Regions from separate parts of the Anas platyrhynchos genome. Here region 2 is linked to region 1. The links are chromatin contacts, called in public Hi-C maps. All regions are on one chromosome and are shown on one strand. Each heading gives the region's core, a stretch centred on a gene start, on an enhancer-like site or on the middle of the called end of the contact. The rest is flanking DNA. Distances are from core to core; before and after follow the strand shown. Region 1 overlaps STARD13 (StAR related lipid transfer domain containing 13). Region 2 holds the start of PDS5B (PDS5 cohesin associated factor B).

What was found. Hi-C and Micro-C count contacts between places; a contact is called where the count stands out from the background.
Region 2: a Hi-C map of subcutaneous adipose tissue shows a contact between it and region 1, with 2.9 times the contacts expected there. The contact joins the promoter of PDS5B here to the enhancer-like site in region 1. A contact is called at or near these places in 2 of 8 Hi-C or Micro-C datasets (liver and subcutaneous adipose tissue).

Annotation. Positions count from the first base shown.
Region 1 is chr1:183,480,535-183,488,056 of IASCAAS_PekinDuck_T2T, reverse strand. All of the region lies in intron 2 of STARD13 (StAR related lipid transfer domain containing 13), which reads right to left. Among named protein-coding and RNA genes, the nearest start is that of STARD13, 62 kb to the right of the region's middle. Within about 2 kb of position 4,071, at least 8 of the 8 cell types and tissues checked have an H3K27ac peak or open chromatin away from gene starts, as enhancers often do. A contact at or near this core is called in subcutaneous adipose tissue, where this site is marked.
Region 2 is chr1:183,984,190-183,991,711 of IASCAAS_PekinDuck_T2T, reverse strand. PDS5B (PDS5 cohesin associated factor B) reads left to right here and starts at 3,340. Exons shown (of 34, transcript XM_072032620.1): 1 at 3,340-3,536.

The DNA of each region.
Region 1 (7,522 bases), core at 2,822-5,321:
ATCACACACTTCTCTTATTTGTCCAACAAATCTTGAATTATTTTTGCACAGGCAGAGCTACAAGAGGAGAACCTATGCCCATAAAAAACTTATCAGAAACTCTTCCAGAAGGTTGAAAGACATTGGCCTATGTTTTCCAACAGTTGAGAAATCCAAGCCCTTCTCTTCTGGGGAAGACAAACCACTTAACTCTGGAGAATGGAAGTACAGCACTTCCTTCTTTTACAAAGAAAGCAGCAGCCACCGTTGCGTTTTGTGAAGACATTCACCTTGGGATATACATGCAGGCTGTACGTCTCAGAATAATCAGCCCCAACTAATAAGCCTCCCAGTTAAGGTTAGCCTTGGGATAAACAACAAGCTCTTAGTCCTAGATTGAATTATATGATTTTGGCATACACAGGAAAAAAGCAAGCAGGAGACCTTAAACTGAGAAAACAGCTCAGAAAATAACAAACCCCCTACTTTATTGATGCCCTGCTAGCCTAATAGCCAGTCTCGATAGTGGTCAGCAGCTGATGCCTGAAGAAAGGGTGTAAGAACTGAGGAATAAAAAACTGGCGTTACACACAGGATGCTATGCCAGCATTCAGTACCATAACCTGCAAGTTGTATCTGTATCATAAATGCAGACAAAAAATTGAACAGGACTTTTACATCATGCAAACAAATTCTGTGTCCCAGATTATACTGGTTTTGACCCAAACATATTAAAAAATCAGTGTAATTCTGGATGTATTCTTTGATCATAGCCAACAAAATCATGATAAGCAGAGCTCTTCCATTAGGGCATTTTCACTTGGACATTTATGCTACAAATTGCTTCAAGGTCCACTGCTCACTCTGAAACCTCCTCCTGAGCACAGCCCAATGGATGTCCAACACTTAAGAATTAATTATTTTTTGGGGGGTGATGTTTGAAATCTTTGGTTAATAAATGGACTATTCTAAATACCAGACCACCATAGTAAATAAATGTTCTAGACTGATCTAGGCCTTTCAAGATACCAGTGAAAAACAGGTCATGTTGCATCTCAGTGCAATGAGTAGGGATTAAAAAAGAACTCACACATTTCTTCTCCAAAGACGGAATTGCTGCTACCTCAGTAGCTTTTTAAATGCTAACAAAACTTAAAGCTCTAATGCTGTGCTTGCATGCTACATAAATATCTCCTTATACTAAAATAAGGAAACCTCTATGGAGACATGCTGTGTCCTCATCAGATCCTTGTTCTGTTCTGTGTGGAAATGAGAATAGATTTCTCCTATATTGAAAGTCATTAAATTTAGAAGAGCACAGGGTAGGCAAATCACAGAATCATAAAATATCCCAAGTTGGAAGGGACCCACGAGGATCATCAAGTCCAACTCCTGGCACCGCACAGGTCTGCCTGAAAGTTTAGACCATGTGACTAAGTGCACAACCCAATCACTTATTAAATTCAGACAGGCTTGGTGCAGTGACTACGTCCCTGGGGAGCCTGTTCCAGTGTGCAACCACCCTCTCGGTGAAGAACCTCTTCCTAATGTCCAGCCTAAACTTCCCCTGCCTCAGCTTGATGCACCCCAGGGTACGGTTGGCCCTCCTGGCTGCCAGGGCACACTGCTGGCTCATATTCAACCCGCTGCCAACTACAAACCCCAAATCCCTCTCTGCGGGGCTGCTCTCCAGTGTCTCATCGCCCAGTCTGTATGTAAAGCCAGGGTTGCCCCATCCTAGGTGCAGGACCCGGCAATTGCTCTTGTTAAACTTCATGCGGTTGGTGATCGCCCAGCTCTCCAATCTGTCCAGATCTCTCTGCAAGGCCTTTCCACCCTCATACGAGTCCACAACTCCTCCAAGTTTGGTGTTGTTGGCAAATTTGCTCAGAACACCATCTAGTCCTACACCCAAATCATTTATAAAGACATTGAAGAGGACTGGCCCTAAAATGGAGCCTTGAGGGACCCTACTAGTGACCATCCGCCAGCCAGATGTGGCCCTGTTTATCACAACCCTTTAAGCCCTGCCCGCCAGCCAATTGCTCATCCATCGGATGATGTTTTTCTTAAGTTGTATGCTGGACATTTTGTCCAGTAGGATCCTATGGGAAACCACATCAAAAGCTTTGCTGAAGTCCAAAAAGATCACATCAGCTGGTTTCCCTTGATCTAATATACCCATGTGGAGCCCAGAGGACTCCCCTGTGCCATGACCATGTCAGACACTGATGTGTACAGAGTAAACTTTACTGCTGGTTGCTGAGAGAAAGGGAAACAAGTGAGACTTGTGGAAAGCACAGTGTTTGCCTGGAGATCAGTAATTCAAAAATAACATGAAAATGTAAATTCCTGGAGATTTACAGTTAAAAATAACATCCAGAACAGTAACAGTCGATACAAGTGATCGTGGTGGTATTATAAAAATGATCTCATGGCCCTCATAACACTTCGGAGACATCAGACATAAACCCCATCAAGGGTAAAGCAAACTTTGGGGAAAAGCCTTCAAAGACCCTAGAAGAGAAGCCACCATTAGGCTCAACTGCAGCACAGACACACTGGAGGAAGCGCCAGTGCCTTCCTCTTGCTGCAGGCCCCTGAACAAAGTAAGCTGAGTGGCGTATCCCAAATTGGAGCCGGGTAAGCACTGCCTCGCCTGGAGCAACCCAAGCCAATACCGGCACCACACTCGCCCCATTGTCGGCTGTGGGCAGCAGGTAACTGCTAACAGGTCGCTGAGGCACGCTGTGCTTCCCTCAGTACTGCTGCAGCTCAAGTAGGCCTTTGTTTAGTATTAGTAAAAGAGTAACTACAATTATTAAGACGCTATTATTAGTTAATAGTTGAATTAAGCAAGGATTTGTCTACTGCCTTGATAACTGGAGCTAATCAGGCAGCTGTCAGCGCAAACCCTGACGAAAGCTGGTGCTCGGCGTGTGGCCAAAGGGCATTGCAGGTGCTGAGAGCTGTGAATCGATCCCTGCCTGACAGTGCCAGGGCTACCCCGGCAGTCTGACACTACACCCAAGTCGTTTTTCTGAAAATAACACTGTCAACATTTCCTTGAACAACGCTGGAACATATTCCAGAGATCAAGATGGTAAAGGATAAAGACAGAGGTGCAGCAACATCTGGCAAATTGCTCTATGTACATGAAGAACCTATCGTCAAATGCTAAGTGCCAGCGTACTTAAAATATAATAAAAAGTAATTAGTAATAGCAAGTGTTCCCATGTATTATAGCACAGCTATTCCCTGGTGTTTTTTTGTTTGTTTTTAAGAGTAAGAATCACATGGTACTTCTGTGGGGCCTATACTACATACAAACACATAATTACTAAAGCCACTCTTGACAAACATGAATCTGGTAAAATGGTACTTGTACTGTCATTATACTTATTACAAAACACACACACACACACAAAAATATAGAGAACAAAAGGGGTACTTTCCAAGATTCACAGGCATTCATGGGGTTCTTTCAAATTTGGTATTATTCCCTGCCCTAAAGTTCTCACAGTCTACTGTTGAGGAGAAATATCCAGGTTAGCAATACCCTTCTAAGCAGGAATCAGAAATTAATAGAGAAAATAACTGATGAAAGACATGCTCTTCAATTAAAGAGTACTCAAGGAAAGCTCTGCAAAAGATTGTTAAACACAATCTATGGATTTGTTGAGTGTTAAATACCTATTAATAAACCTATTTACTTATTTATTTTTTAAACCCATGACTGTATTAACCAGTCTTGAAACTCCTGGGGCTTAGTTTCTGTGCATTTACGACAGATGCACTCGTAACATCACGGTGTTTAGTGATGACCCTAATTTTGAAGCAGCAGCTTCCACATCCAGAGACCCTCCCTGGAGTTTTGGGGTCACAATACTCTAGTCCAACCCATTCAAAGGCAGCACAAAGTCTTTTTTCTAAAATTCTAAATTTTCTAAATTTTCTGAAAGTCTTTTTCTCTAAAAATCACACAACTGAGAAAGAACAAAGAAATGTTTCCTACACTTTAGCCTGAAGAGCAATTAGCTAACATCATAACCCTGAGGACATCGGATTGCACACAGACTCCTCAATATCTAGCAGAATAACTTTAATAAAAAACGACTTTCCACCCTTTGCACGGACAAACTTTATTTCAACCGAAATCACAGGGCAGGCAATGCTGCCTTCACGTTTTTAGGGCCAAGGGCAGAACTCGGGGCCACCCCCCCGGGGCCGCCATGCTGGCGGCGGGGCTGTGTGGGGACGGGAGGGAGGGGGGGGGGCGGGGCGGCTTCCCGCCCTTCCTTCCCGCCAACAATGGCCGCCGCCCGCGCGCCCAACGGCCCCAGCGCGAGCCCGAGCCCGCCCTTTCCACCAGCTCGCGCGGGAGGAGCAGGGGGCGTTGCCCCGCCCCGGCCAGCGCCCCGAGGTGCGCGCGCAGCACCGCCCGCCCCTCTCCCGCCTCCCCCGAGCCCCGCCCCTTTGGTGACGTAGGCGGGGTGGGCGGGGCCAGGCGGCGGCCGGCAGCTCGCGGGGCGGCGGCGCCACCTGGCGGGCGCCGGCGGGAGGCGGCGCCCGCGGCTCGGGAGCGCGCCCTGGCGGCGCGGGCGGGAAGCGCGCTCCCGAGCCGTTGGGGGCTGCGTGAGGGGGTCGGGAGCGCGCCTTGCCTTGCCTTGCCTTGGGGGGGGGACCGCTGCCCTCTCCCCGTCCCTCCCGGCAGCCGCTGGCCGCCCTCCCGCTGAGGGGAAGGGCTGAGCCGTGCCTGCAGAGGGCGAGGCTGAGCGCGGAGCCGCGCTCCCCACCGCCTCTCCCTCAGGGCCGTCAGGGGAACGAGCCCGGGGAGGCTGCGGGGAGCCCACGGGGGGCCCCGGGCCGTGAGGGGGGCGCCGGGCTCGGCCCGTGCCCAGCGGGCTCCGTCCCGCTGCCTCCTGCCGTGAGGGGCGGCCGCCGCCGGGCGCCTGCACAAAATGGCGCCTCTCGGGGCCCTGCCTCAGTTTCCCCAGCGGGAAACGGCCAAGCTGAGTTACCCGAGGCCTAAAATCACCTAAACACACGTTTTCTGAAGTATTTTTTTCGGTTACACCAGTTAGAGTGCCTCACAAGCATCCAAGCAGAGTTACCCGGGATCCAAAATTATCCAAACACACGTTTTCAGAAGCAATTCTGCAATAACACGTGCTGTATGAGCACCACACTTAATAAGCGCCTAATATCTGCACAGGCGTTTCTGAATTGTACGTGGACAATCTTCTGTTGTAAATGAAACGAAGCCAGGATAAATAACACTGGTGCAGGCATGACCGATTCTGCTCAACTTCAGAAAAATAATTATGTCGAACCTGATGTTTGATTAAATTGCCTTGATTTTGATAGTCTTTTATGAATAGCAGCATCTGAATGGGTAATTTCAGGCAGTTACACGTGTAAAAATTACCCAAATCCTAATAGCTAGGCAATGCTGGCTGTCAGAGGCGCGCTGCTCCAGCTGAAATCATAATTTTGTTTGAACCGCTTGATCCTACTGCAGTTTCCCTTGGTGCAGCTGATTGCTTTTGCTGGTGGCGAGGCAGAGCTCACCTCTGGTATTTGAATACAAAAGCAGACTTCAAAGACTGGAGAAAATTTTTTAAACTCATGTATTTCAGCTCAGGACAAGAGATAAATGACTAAAATTTAGTGTTTATGAAAGGGTTTAAAATTTACTTATTTTGTTTGGCATATTAAAATGAGCCCAATTGTGCAGTTTTGGAGACCCTTTTTTGATCTTTCTTGTGATACGAAGTCTTTTTTTCAAAGTCCATTACATTGGGGAGCATGAAAGGGAAGGACATGAGGAGGGAGGGAGGAAGAGCAGAAATCCTGGATGCTGGAAGACGAAGTCAGACCATAATCACAGTGCCTTTAATTAAGAAGTGCAAAGTCTGGCAAAGCATCAGATGCATATTTGGAGGCTCAGCCTCCTACCTTGACATCAAATGGCAATCAGGAGAAGCTGGTCACAAGGAGAATCAAGGCCCTGAAGCCTAAATTATGCTACACTACAGCTCCCAGTGCCAGGGGATCTTAATTTTAATTGTGGTCCTTTGTCATTTGGATCAGCACAGATGATAATGAATAAAATTCCAATTTCTAATCTTCCATGATAAATAAATCTCAAATATATTGGAACAGATCTATCAAAATAGTTTTAAATGGCTTTTAAAAATCTTTTTTATTTATTTTTTTATTATTTTTTTATTTTCTGCAGACTGGTCTAGCTTCATTTACTTTTTGTAATAGCCCTTTCCTTTACATTTTCCAATAAGTGTTCATTATCAGAATTTATAGTTTTAATTAAAATGCTAAATAAATTTCCTCAGAGTTTCTTCCATTATATTTTATTCACTCTTTATTTAAAATAATTATATTTTAACTATTTCATACTAAGAGAACAAAGTCATATTCTTCAGACTTGGCGCTTGTTCAGCTACTGTGGAATTTCACCCCCTATTTTTGAATAAAATTATTCATATACTGTTCCATATATATATTCATAGATAGCTTCAAGCCAGTTTGAAAGATAGGGAAAAGTATCAGAGAGATCAAACTTCAAAGTTTAATCACAATTTGGGTCTGGATAGACATGAGAGAGTCGATTGACCGCCCACAACAAGTTAAAGCCGAGGAGATTTCAGCCCTAAGTGTTTCTGAGCAGCTGATGATGAGCATAACTGACTGGTCAGAAAAAGTACATATAAATGACATTTTTTTTCCTTCATAGAGGGCAATTAATCCCTGATCAAGAAATAGGAAGAAATATTGCATTGTGAGGAGGGTGTTGGGTTGTTTGGTTCTTGTTTGGTGTGTCACTCAGTCCACACGCTGTCATTTTCCTCCTTACTAGGAGGAAGGGGGTCTCTCAACATCTACTGAGAAGGAAAACACCCATTTTTTCTGAACAGCTGGTCCTTGCCAAGCCCCAGTGAAGTCAGTGAACTTCATCGCAAACCCTTCTCTAATGTAGTCAGTTCCTTTCTGAATGCTGGCGAGGGTGGAGGGTATTCGGTTAAGAGCAGTCATGTAAAAGAAAATAAAATAGCTATTTTGTGTGGCAAAGATTTAGGTCTCCTAAATGCTGTACTGAGTCAGATGGGATCTCCCTCTGGACATCTTCAAAGACACCGATGTCTTTTCCTCTGACTATGTACAGACTTCATGTGCCTGATACGGCAGATTGCTTTCCTATGGTGTGGAAACTGGGTATGCTCCTCACCAACCAAATCCAGATAATATGCCACCTGGGCCTTAACTCCGTGTTGAGACAAGTGCAGCATCTCCCCTCCCACTCCCTCTCGTCTTTCTCCCACGTCCCAGTTTCTCTGGGAAGGAAACGAAGCTATGAGAGCAACAAGCCTACCAGGGCTGTGGATAGTCAGGGACCACAGATAGTGAATGTATCTACGTTTTAGATTAAAATTAAATGCCGAAATTTTAAACACCAGATTACACTCCGCCACTATATTAGATAAAAACAGCAAAAAACTTTGAACCTGGAGAGACATTGCCTTAC
Region 2 (7,522 bases), core at 2,091-4,590, 500 kb before region 1:
GAGTTTATTGATGCTGGTTTAAATATCACAGAATCACAGAATTTCTAGGTTGGAAGAGACATCAAGAGATGTTGTTTTACTCAATATCTTCATCAGTGACCCAGGAAAAAGGAGCAAGTGCACACTGAGTGGTGCTTGGATGGTGTTAAACCCTGTTGGATAGTCAAATGCTGTGCTGGTGGGAGGAACTCCAGAAGGTCTTCCAAAACTGAATGGGTAAAAAGATTGCAAATAGGCTTTAAAGTAGATTACTGTAAAGTAAAACACAGGATTATCTGTGAACCCTGGAAGTCTAAACTTACCGTTGACAGCTTTCTGAAATCTTTGGGTCAAAGTGCAGCAGTGGGAAGCAAACCACTAAAAAACAAGAAAACAAATGAAACAACAAGAAAGCAGACACCATCAGGGAGAGTACTGAGAGCAAGGCAGAAAGTAGTACACTACTCTGTCAGAAACTTGAACTTAGTCCTGTCTGAAGTGAGTACAGCGTGTAGTTCCGGTCTGCAGACACAACTGAATTAAAGAATTTATTTTGAGATGACTAAAATCATCCAAGGGGATAGATTGGCTGTCTTACAAGGGAATACCAAAGAGAGTTGGATTCTGATTGTGAGAAGACAAGATTGAGAGACATATGATCAAATTTTACAATTGAGGAAGGCCCTGCTTGAGGTGAATGCAGAAATAAGATTCTTGACCCAGTGCTAGGGTCAATTGCAAGTGGAAATGCAAGGTATGGGTCTCATTCTGGGAAAACCATGTTTCTGGTCCTGGTGCGACTGCTGGTTACCAAATACTGGGCATCCCTACTTCTGTCTCGCCTTTTAGGTGGTGGCAAAGCTAGTGGAAATGATCCAGCTTACAGTCAGCCCTGTGAGGTGCAACATCTGGGGGTGCTCAAGGAAAGGCTGGACCTGGTGCTTAGGGCCATGGTTTAGTGGGTGATGTTGGTAGTAGGGTGATGGTTGGACCAGATGAACTTGGAAGTCTTTTCTAACCTTATTCTGTGATTTCTTGGGGCAGAGGCTGAGTCCACCCTCAGTAACAAACCCAGTGCTCACACACAGCAGTTTCCTTTTAGGACTGCCACAAAAGGGACCGGGTGTTTCTCTACTTTAGGTGGCATACTGGTCCTTCACACTTCCCAAAAGCACTTTCCGAAGACACCCGCGGCAGAAAGGCTGCCGACGGGATTTCCCCGGCGCTTGAGGAGCGAGCGGCAGCCCCACGCTGCCTCCTGCCGCCCGAGCCGCCGAACCTCGGCATGGCGGCGCCTCCTCACAGCGCGGCCGCCCGCCATCGCCACCACCACCACCACCACCACCGCCACCACCGGGCCGGGACCGGGCCGTTTCCACCGTCCTCGGGGCGAATCGGCCCCGGGCCCGGAGGGGCGGCCGGGGGAAGGCTCGGCAGCGGCCCCGGGGCGGTGGAGAAGCGGCGCCGGGCGGGCTCCCCCGTGAGGGCTCGGCGCGGTACTGCCGCCCGGCGCTCGGCCCCTCAGGCCACAACGCGGGGCACGGCGCGGCGGGGACCCCGGTTGGGGCACTCCGAAATGTGAGGGACAGCCAAAAGGCTGTTTTCTGAGGTTTTAATCTAAAATTTTAAATTTCTGGCTGGAAATGAAGGCCGGCCCGTAACGGGGGAGAGGCCTCCTTAGGCAGCAGCACCTCATTTTACTGCTCAAAGCATTCGTAGCCCCGGGCATCCCGACCGGAGCTGGCAGCCCTAAATGTGACCTCCGTCAAGAAAGGGGAGCAAAATATTTGCAAAGTATGGCAAGACAGCAGTTACTTCCACAGTTAGACACAAAGTTTTGCAATTTCAATAGTTGGATATTGAACTTTTAATTTAATATTGAACTTTTCTGCTGCTTTTCTACCACCACCACACACACGTGTGAGTGCCCTGCAGGAAAAAGAAATGATATATTTATTTATTTGTTTGTTTGTTTGTTGGTTTTTTACATTTAGGTAAGCGTACAGACATGACATCAGCAGGGATTGTGGGACACTTGATCAACTTGCATGAAAAAAAAATAAAAAAAATCCTTGACTGCAAGCACAGGATTCTTCCCCAAAATAATATGTAACGCAAAGCTGTCAGGCACACCGTTCCCCTCTGTGATGCCTGTGCAGTAGCGCTGCTGTTTTCAGAAAGAGTGGCACAAGTGTAATTCACCCAAAATGTAACCAAAGGGAGGTTTGGGGCCTGAAAACTGATTTTTATTTTTATGTATTTATTTATTTTGTAATAGTTAAGGCAACTTATCCTGGTAGGGCTTACGTATCCTTCATTAGGTGATGACGATGTTTAACTTTGATTAAAACTTGAATGAAAAGAAGGCAAGCTGGGTACAAGGAGCTAGAAAGTTCAGAAAACTTGAGAGAACTTATTTAAAGGTTTAAAATATTAGGTGAGACATTGTGGCTTTCATGCTCTTTAAACATTTGTATCCCACCATGGACAAAGCCCTGAGTGTGTTTCACCAGATCTGCTGAGTGTGGACAGTCAGTTTTTTCAATCTTAACACTTCATGCACTTTTATTTTCTCCTCGTGTGCCATTCACAGAGGCAGCATTTTATCTGTAGCAGTGAGAAGAAATTGCATCACTTTTCTGTTCACATTTTCCTGTAAGGGTGCCCCTGAAACTCTCGCACTCATTGAAGCAAGACCAAAGGGCTTGATGAGTGATTTTGCTACTTTATTTTTTAATTTTTTTTTGGTCTTTCTCCACAGTTCAGCAACTTTATTGCTTACGGTTTTACCCTAATCCCTTTACAGTTCGTGTTGTTTGGTGAGTGTGGGGGGAAATACGTGTTTCACTAATTTACATGGTACATGAGCATCTGTCAGCAGGTCGCAGCGCTCCGTTCGGGCCGCTTTATCCCCTCCTCACGACCTCCAGTTTGTGTCGGTGCCGGGCTGCTGAAGCAAAAATGCTCGGATCTTAGAAATCTCGGGGCGCCTTCCCGAAAGATAAAATAATACATAAATAAATCAGCTTTTCGTAGCCAGGATTCACCCAGCTGCCGGCCGCCTTCCGGAGGAGGCAGGGGAGGGTTGGTAGCGGGCGTGAGGAGACCCCCGGAGAAGGAGAAGGGGAAGAAGGGGAAAGGAAAGAAGGGGAAAGGGGAAGAAGGGGAAGGGGAAGAAGGGGAAGGGGCATCGAGGCGGCCGGGAGAGGCCGGTTGGAGGTGCGGGGGGCTCCGAGGGCCGCCTTTTCGTGGCCGTGCTGCGGCTGAGGCGAGCCGGCAGGGGTCGCTGCTGCCCCGCTCTGTCCCCGCTCGCCTCCCCCGGCGGTGCCATTGGAGCGGGCGGCGGGCGGTTGGCGCCATTTTGAAGCCGACAGGGGGGACCGGGGCGAGCTGCGGAAGGGGAGGGGGCTGGAGGCGATTGGCTGCGGCGGCGGCGGCGGCGGCTCCTCGGCTCCTCTCCTCTCCTCTCCTCTCCCAGCCCCGAGCGGCGGCGCGGAGCCGAGCGGAGCGGAGCGGGACCCGCCTGGGACCGGCGACGAGAGGGCGGCTGCGGCGGGGTAAGGAGCCGGGCACGGCGCGCACCGCTTCTCGTGTCCCCCCCCACCCCCCCCCTCACCCTTCCAGCTCCATTTTCCCTTCCCCGGGGGCTTGAGGAGGAGGAAGAGGAGGGGAGGGAGGAAGAAGAAGAAGGAGAAGAAGAAGGAGGAGGAGGAGAAGGAGGCGGCGAGGGGGGGGCTCCCCCCTTCCCATCCCCCTCGCCCCTCCGCGGGGCTGCTCCCCTCCCCCCCACCCCCCCCCTCCTTTTCCCCGTGGCCGCCGATCGCAAATTAAATTAAATTTGCCCCACAGCGAGGGAAGGTGGTGGTGGTGTGTGGGGGGTGATGACCTTGGTATTTTTGGGAGCTGTGCCCCTGCTTTAGGTCCAAGGGGGGAGGGGGGGGATCACCCCCTTCCTGCTCTACCACCCCCCCCCCATTTATTTATTTATTTATTTGATTATTTATTTATTTTCCTCCTGGAGGCTGGGGGCTGTCCCCTCCTTGCCCCTCGGTTTTGGCAGAGGGGACCCCCCCCTTATCTCCCCCCCCTTATCTCCGAGCTGCCCCCCAGCCCCGGGGGCCGGCAGGACCTCGGCTCGGTGTCTCCTCCTCACTTGCTGCCAGCCCGTTTCTTTCATGCTGGCTTGCTTCTTTTTTTTTTTCTTTTTCTTTTTTTTTTTTTTCCTCCTTTTCCCTCCCCCTTTTTGCATCAGGCTCTGTTAGAAAGCGGTCGGGAGGGAAAGGGGGAAGGAGGGGTTGTGGTGGTGGGGGGGGGGTGGCGCTGCCTGTTAGGTGAAAAACTATGAATTTTACATCCCGGTTTGCCAGATGGAGAATGGTTAATTTATGGGGTACGCATTGTTTACGTTGGGAGCCTCTGGTCAGGAATCCAGGTCTGTAACTTCATCCCGCTGCAAATAAATCACTCTCTGGGCTTCCAAGCAAATCAACAATTAACGACGGTGAACGATCCCGGGAAATTAAGCTGCAGCGGACCGGCTCCTCCAGAGCTGGGGGTTTTTTGCCTTATCCCGACTTTTGGGTTCGCTTCCTGCACGCCCGACCGCTTGCTGAGGACGGCGATTATTTGGCTAGGCGTTGCTTTCTGATTTAACGCAACTGCCCCAGTATTTTCGTGTTGCTCTTTGTTTTGCGCTCGGTGGGAAGGTGCTCGGGCTGAAATTGATTTCTCCTTGCTGGGAAGGGAATAGGAGGAGTGTTTAAAGTGTGAGCGGCTTCGGGGCTGAAAACGGGTGGCAAATCACCTTTTAGGGAGGAGGGAAGGTGGCGTGCGTCCCTCCAGGTTTTCCCCTTTTGAACTATTGGAGTAGTTTGGGGTTCAGTTGGTGCAATTTTGTCTGGTACCTCTTGAATGATACACTCTAGATACTGCATGCACTCCTGTGAAAAGACACGAAACAGCTGGATTAATGTTATGCCGTGCATAGCCAAAAAGAAAGCAGGGAGCGATACTCAGCCAGGTAAAGATAGTTTAGCTGAGGTGTGTGCATCGCCCACACTGGAAAGTGAACACCACTAGCCAAAGTACTTTAGTTCTTGTGTGACATCTTGTGTCTGTGCTTGAAGCAAGGCTGCACTGTGTTACTGTGAGGCAGGGGGTGATTTTCTTTAAAGTTCTTATACAGTTATAACTGCCTGAGACTTTCTTGCACTTCTTTACTACTTAGTGTACAAGCTGGATGAACTGTATTGTTCTTGATGAAACAAGTAAGTTGAATTCAAACGGAAAACTGTGTGTATAACATCTGCGTGCTGCTGAGTTGTTTTCTCATGCGCCATATGAATATGGGTTTTAGGCTGTATCTAGCAAGCTTACTTATAGACTTAAATTGAGCAAGTCAGCTAAATTGTTATTAGGCTGTAACTAAAATGTATTTTAAAAAATCCAACAGTCAGTGCTAGCATTTGGAGAAGTATTGTAAAGAAATACGGACATGATGTTGTGCATTTTTGGCTCTAGAGCAGGAGGCTGCCGAAAAGAGATGCTTTTTCTTCTGGGATGCGTTGCTCTCTATCAGGTCTCAGATTGTACTTTTCTGTCCTCTCGTTTTTTCAGTCACGCAGTTTGTATGCGTACAGAACAGTGAAAGGTTGTATGGACATGTGTAGGATTCTTTCAGTAAAGGGTCTTCGTTTAAAGGTTTTTGCACTAAATGCCTTTTCATAACCCCTGACTTTGGAAGAGGTGACACAGGCTACTTGTTGAACATGAAGAATTTTTGTGGGAGCAATAAGTAAGAAAATGTGGAACTGAACAGTAAAAGCATGCAAAGTAGGAAATGGGGGAGAATATGATACAAATGGAACTATTTTTCCCTTCCAGTTGGATTCTAATGTGCTTTACCTTTAATGCTACTTAGCCCAAATTCATACCTGCCTCTTTCTTGACAGTCTTTTCATCTTCTTCTTTCCTTCAGGCAAGAACCAAACAGTAGTTGTGGTGTCCACTACTGACAAGTGGTAGGACAGTGGATCGTACTTCTAACAAGTTTCTCAAACAGTGGTGGTTTCACTCATAGCATAAAATGCCAATATTGCAACCTGAAATAATCTTTGGAAAGACTGAGAGAGTATTGGAGGTTCTTAGTTTTGGAACTTGCTGGTAAGGGAAAACTGAGGAAACCCTTTTATTTATTTATTTATATATTGTAAGGGTGTGTTAGTGTCACTGGCCTTGTTGGGGACGTGTTCTGTTGATGTATCTGGATTTGAAGTATCCAAGTATCCTCCTGGACTATTTGAACACCATTGATGGAGGAATTATGTGCAGGCTTTGAAAGAATTACAAAATATATGCTTAAAAAAAAAAACAACACACCCTCAGAGTTTGAACATCTAGGAATTAAGACTTCCATTGATATGATCTTCAGTTGAATGTAGTTTTGTGGAAAACTTGATTTTGATTTATTCTTTTTATACTTAGGTGAAGTATAACAGAGGTGTAGTATGTAAATGAAAATGCACTTTATTGTAGCAGGTTATTAGTTAGTAGTTTGTTTAAAAATCTGGAACACTATTTTGGGATTCCAGAATAAAAATAAAATCCTATTACTGCAAATAATTGCTATGACACATCTAACTAGAACCAACTCAATGAAACGCAACTAATATTTTAGCACTTTGATTCTTAAAACCAAAGTTATCCCCTCCACTCTTTTTATAACTTATTATGATTGCTGCATATACTGCTTCCCAGCCTTTCCTAACGTGTGAGGAAGTGTGTAGTCCTTCTAAAATAGTGTTTTTTGGGGATTAAAACCTCTGTTACTTTGTCCCCATCAGTGGAATTTACTCTTTCAGGTTCTCTCCCAAGCATTGGGAAACGTTGTACAGCACGCTCCTTGTTCTACACTGCCTGATCTTCAGCTCTTGTTATCTCAGCCGATGACAACTTTGGTATTAATATGCTTCAAGAGAGAATTTTTTAAAAAGGGAGGAAAAAAAGCGAGCCATACCTCATTGGGAACAGATGGACGTGTTTGTACTAATCATCTTGTGTCTGTCACCATTTATATGGCAGTACTGTAACCAGGGATCAGGACCCCATCTGGGGTTTTCTAATTTATACCCCGTTCTTCGGAGATCGATTCCAGACAATCCAAACCCCGCGTACTTTTTCTCCGACTTAATTAGGCATCCTGGTGGATGCTGCTTCTGCTGAAATTAGATGCTTTGCTTCCATTACTTTTTATGGGATAAAAAGAGACACAAAGTTAGCAGTCAAAAAATGTTATCTCCTTAATAGCTTCCATTGTATAGTCACCTGAACTGCATTTCATGGCTCTTTTAAACAGGACTAGATTTAGCTAAAGCGTAGTTGTTAATCACTTAGTGACCATTGAGTGAGGTTTTCCAGCTTTTGTGTAAATTTACCCATTAGTTGTCCACAGCTTCTTTCAAAGCAGCCTCTGCTTCTCCCTGAGGCATCCCCGGTGTATCCACATTGTAGCTCGATTCAACATCAAGAGGAAGGCTTCTGAAAG